Regions from separate parts of the Gossypium hirsutum genome. Here region 2 is linked to region 1. Evidence: chromatin contacts called from public Hi-C data. All regions are on one chromosome and are shown on one strand. Each heading gives the region's core, a stretch centred on a gene start, on an enhancer-like site or on the middle of the called end of the contact. The rest is flanking DNA. Distances are from core to core; before and after follow the strand shown.

Region 1 (2,795 bases), core at 207-2,706:
ATCAAACCTTAAAGAAGTTGTCAAGGACGATATGATTTGAGAAATCAACCGGTTCAAATTGGTGTAAGTTGGTCTCTCGATATCGAGGGATCTCCGGCATATGTCATAAATTGCTTCATTGTCCAAGAGCACAGCCACATCTGTGTGTTCAAGAAGCGAATGAGTGGACAGAACGCTATTGTAAGGCTCCACAACTGCAGTTGAGACCTGCAAATTTAACAAGAAAAAACCCAAAGAACAGTCCAACACAATTGAGTTTATCAACTTTCATTCAAGTCCCAAACCTTTGATTTCATCAAAGTGTATCATTGAACTTCTATAACTAACATATTAGGTCACTTATTCTAATTCCATTAAATAATTTTACTGCAAAAGCTGTCTTAGCATGCACATATGACTTGCTTTCCACGCATAACCAACTTTGGAATTTCATGCTCGGTAAGGTATGCACGATTAACCAACTTTTCCATTAGAATTACTTTATGGACTTAGCATAAGTGACCTAATTTATTAATAATAGAAGTTTAATGGTTAAATTTGATAAAATTAAAGGCTTGTGATCTACATGGACCATAATGTAAATTACCCCCACATAAAAGTTTCAAAGGCTAAATGGCAAACCGAAAATGGTGATTTCCATGAGTTAGCAGCAACCAAAACAGCTAAGTACCTGAGGCGAAGGATAGATGGTGAACCCAAGCTTTGACTTCTTTCCATAATCTACCGACAAGCGCTCCAACAACAAAGATCCCAAACCAGAACCAGTTCCACCGCCGACAGCGTTAAACACCATAAAACCTTGCAGACCAGTGCAGTTATCAGCTAACTTCCTAACTCGATCAAGGCAGAGATCAACAATTTCCTTTCCAACTGCAAAACAAAAGCGGAATCAGAGTAAGGAAACAAACAAACAACACCAAAATGGAAGCGAAGTGCAGAGAAAGGATGTTTGTTACTTGTATAGTGGCCTCTGGCAAAGTTATTAGCAGCATCTTCCTTGCCAGAAATAAGCTGCTCAGGGTGGAAAAGTTGACGATAAGGGCCAGTCCGCACTTCATCGATAACAGTGGGCTCCAGATCAACAAAGACAGCTCTCGGTACATGCTTTCCTGAACCCGTTTCGCTGAAGAAAGTGTTGAAAGCATCGTGTGCTACACCGACTGAGGTGTCACTGCATTCACCATTAAGCTTCTTCAGCAAAACACATTAGCAATGCCATTACAAGAAAAGAACAAAAGGAGGAAAAAAAACAGAGAAACCGTTATCTCATGACTAGATCCAAACTTTTTGTTAAAAGGGAAATAAGTTTGGAATTTTGATCCCAAAAACAAAATAAAATAAAACCTGGGCATGGTTCCATCAGGATGAATTTCATGTTCAAGACAGTAAAGCTCCCAGCATGAATTCCCGACTTGAATCCCAGCTTGACCAATGTGGACGCTAATAATCTCTCTCATCTCTTCTTTTTCTTTCTGCCTAAGGTCAAAATAAGTAAAGATCTGGAACTTAGAAGACTCGATACAAAAGGATCTGAGTTAAATCTGATCAGATCTAAATAAATTTGTTAGGGAAAATGGAATGGAACTATGAATGCAAAGGATAATGAGTGAACTGAACTAGACTGAAGGCTGAGAAGATACAAATATACTAAATATCTGCTTTCATTTCCCCTATTTAAGGTCGGCAGCTAATGCAAAGTTTCGAAATTTATTCTCTAAAAAATATTGTATACACCAATCACATTTCACTAATTTCATTAATTATATGATATAATTTTTCCATAAATAGTTCAAATTAGAGGTGTGCATGAGCTGGGCCAGGCAGGGTTTGGGTTTGGGTTAGGCTCAGCTAAAAATTTAGTCCCGTTTGCTAGGCCCGGGCCCGGCCTGGCCTAAAAAATAGGCCTAAAATTTTGTTCAAGCCCGACCCGAATAAAAATGTTAAAACCCGAGTTAGACTCGGCCCACCCATGTTAATTTTTATATTATTTTTTATATAATTTTAAAATATATATAAACTATTAAAAATACTAAAAACATCAAGATAAATATTTCTCAACATATTGAAAATAAATTTTAAAAAATATGTATACTTAAATAACACTAAAATAGATGCAACTTAACAAGGAAATGCTTCTAAAATAATAACAAAATTAACAAATGTGTTTAAAATAATAAAAAAATTAACAATAAAATAAATTTTATACAATATCCAAACAATAACAACAAAATAGTAGCAACATAATAGTAAAATAGTAGCAAATAGGGAGAAAACAATAAGGAAATAATATTAAAAAAATAGATTTTTTGTCATGTAGTGAATTTGGGTCGGGTCGGGCCAGGCTCGGGCCAAAAATGCCTTACCCGAGGCCTGACCTATTTTTTAAACAGGCCTAATATTTTTGCCCAAACTCATTTTTCGGACCTATATTTTTGCCCAAACTCTCTCAAATTTCGAGCGGACTTTTGAGCCAGGCCGGGTGGCCTTACCCATGCACACCTCTAGTTCACATGACATTTCTTTTATAATTGAAGTGGGAATGCACTAAATTAAATTGGTTTAACACTAATGTATCATTTTTTATGGTATGGGAAGTAATAACTTATTTTTTATAGGGAGTAATAATTTATTTTGCCCTCCACTTTATAAAATAGGTTATTTTAGTTTTATATTTAATCTTTTATTTTTTTATTCTTTTAATTTGTATTTTTTTTACCAAATCATTCCAGAACTAATGGAAAAGTTATCGTTATTAATTTTACCGACGTAGTATACACGTGAATTGTCTCGTAGAT
Region 2 (2,742 bases), core at 214-2,713, 500 kb after region 1:
AAACGAAAAAGATTTAACGGCCAAAATTGCATTATAACCATTCATTTGAATTGATCTTTACAAATAAAAAGTAATGATTTCTTTTTCTATCTCTAATTACTCCATTGAAGTCAGTTGACTGGTAGTGGAACTTTTCATATTTCTTTTACACCATGGTAGATGTTATCAACAGCAAAGTATCATTAACTTCCGAGTAGTTTTCTTTCATAAAGCAGATTAGGACTTATAAATAAGCCATAAAAGGTAAAACTTCCACAATGGAGTGGCAATTAAGAATTGAAATTCAGAAAACTATAAACAACAAGTATTTCTTTTCGAAACTAGAAAAGCCCCCTCCCCCCACTAATTGAATCCTTTTAAAGTAAATGGTACGCAAGTTGGAACACCGCTATATGAAATTCTTTTTCACGATATTATAGAAGAAGCCCTTAAAAATACAAGGCTAGAATGAAAACAGCACTATTGTCACCACACAGCTTTTCCATCCATGATGCCTCACCAAAGAGCATTAACAATGCAGCGCGGTTAATCAAAAGCAATTATTATTACCTACTTCCCTTCTTTGGAACAGACATCCCATCTTTGGACTTTTCACCTGCCATCCGCGAATGAATAAAAAAGGCCCATATTTTTATTAATGTGTCCTCGTGATACAATAGAAAAATTATTCTACTAATCCATAGTGCAAAACAAAAACATCGACACTTAAAAAACTAAGACAAAATTATTAAAAAAATTGCTGCTTGAAACACAAAAGTTGAGTCTCGGGATCAAACTAACCTTCAGAATCGGATTTCAACCTCTCGTTGGGATTGATTGTTCCACCTCGAACAAATGCCTTCGATCCAGGGGTATTATCTCCTTGAAACGATGCCACAAACTCCTCGTATAATCGAGCAGTTTCGTCCTCTGCCCTCTAATAAAACCAAAAAGAAAAGCCAGAAATTGAAGTCAATTATTTGGCTCCAGAAGCTGCAAATTCTAGCAAGAACCAAAATTAATTAATTTTTTTGAGCTCTGTAACTAAGAGAGGCAATTGTACCTTCTTCTTGGCTTCTTCCTCTTCTCTGTGCTTCTGGAAAGGCGTTTTCTTACGCGTGATTGAAAATGGACTCATCTTCAAATTATTTAATCAGGCATTCAAAACCCTAATCATTCAACCTCAAAAATAATTATCTTAAACCCCCCCCAAATTGATCGAATCCTTAACATAGAGTAAACCCTAACAAATTACACCACCTCCCAGCGTGGAGTATAGAGAAGAGGGCGTGAAACCATACCTGAGCCAGATCCAAGGTTTTCTGCGATAGAAGGGATGGATTGTTAGGTTCGGGCCAAAAAGAAACGTAGCCAAAATAGGGGGAAACAGATAGAATATAGAACCCTTTAGTATAGTGATTTATTTACTTCATTAAAGAAAAGAAAGAAAGAAATTGTCTCTTCTATTATTTAGCCCCCTGAATTAATAAAAAGGTGACCAAGTAATTTACTCTCCACAAGAGCAACTAATGACAATTACCCTGCACCGCTGAATTGTGAGCGTTATATTTTTCAACAAGATATTAACAATTTATCACGGTTAATTATACTCAAATTCAATATTTTATCATTCTTTAAGTATCTTTGCACATTATTTAAGTTTTAAGTTTTATTTTTATATTTTTATATAATAGTATAAAAGAATAATAATTTAGTTCTAGGAGAGTATATAAAATGTTAAATTAAATAGGTAAAATTACATATGATGCTTGTGTTTCTTATTAATTTTATTAATATCCGTATTGTCTAATACTTTTTGGACCAACTTATTATATACAATAATTTGATTTTAGGTTTTGTTACTTGTTTACAGATTTTCGTCTCAAGTATTATTAATTATAAAAATAATTAATATTTTTTTAGAATTTAAAATTATATAATTAGGCTAAATGAGGCATATATGTCAAAAAATAATTGGCAAAATAGGCTTTTTTTATTAAATTAAGGAAATAAGTCAATTTTGGAGAGAGTATATGAAAACTTGTCTAGCTGGAAGCATTTTCTGCAAAGTTGCAGGAAAGTGAGCCTAGTTAGATGCGTTTTCCTCTGAGTTGGCAAGAAAGCGCGCCCAACTGGACGCGCTTTCCTCCAATGGTAAACTCCCAACAGTCAAATTACAAATTCGGCCAACGATAAAATTATAATTTGCCCAATGGTAACTTTTTTTCTTATATAAGCCTAAGTCATTTTCCACTCTTTTCACTCAAATCTAATTGGTAACTTTTTTCTTATATGAGCCTAAGTCATTTTCCACTCTTTTCACTCAAATCTAATTCTCTTCATTCTCTCTATTCTCTCAATATTAGTTTCAAATTTTCCAATAAATATTTATAAAAATAATCTAATTTTAGTTTACTATTTCATAATTAATTTTTCACGAATGGCAAGTTCTCTTATTCGTTTCGACGATTAACATAGTTTCGCTGTGCGATTAGCAATGGTAAGGATTTTTTTTTATTAAATTAATTTTAAAGTTTTAATTTTTAAAATTTTTTAAATTATTTTGTTGATATATATAGGTGAATGATTGGGTTTTGGAGAGGTTCATACACAATTTATCTAAGAGCGCACTCAATGCAATTCGTCTTCATTTGCAAGGCGCATGATTCTTACATGTGTCTCGTGTACTCGGAGGTTATAAATTGGACCCCATACTTATCAACGCGTTGGTGGAAAGATAAAGACCCAAGACACATATTTCAT

What was found. Hi-C and Micro-C count contacts between places; a contact is called where the count stands out from the background.
Region 2: a Hi-C map of leaf shows a contact between it and region 1, with 1.8 times the contacts expected there. The contact joins the promoter of LOC107961709 here to the promoter of LOC107939551 in region 1. A contact is called at or near these places in 2 of 34 Hi-C or Micro-C datasets (callus and leaf).

What each region holds. Positions count from the first base shown.
Region 1 is chrA06:50,167,835-50,170,629 of Gossypium_hirsutum_v2.1, forward strand. LOC107939551 (tubulin alpha-3 chain) reads right to left here and starts at 1,457. Exons shown (of 5, transcript NM_001327431.1): 1 at 1,345-1,457; 2 at 957-1,171; 3 at 671-870; 4 at 1-207. The coding sequence starts at 1,457.
Region 2 is chrA06:50,671,238-50,673,979 of Gossypium_hirsutum_v2.1, forward strand. It overlaps LOC107961709 (protein RRC1), which reads right to left and starts at 1,464. Exons shown (of 17, transcript XM_041115597.1): 1 at 1,281-1,464; 2 at 1,043-1,117; 3 at 781-916; 4 at 550-595. The coding sequence starts at 1,117.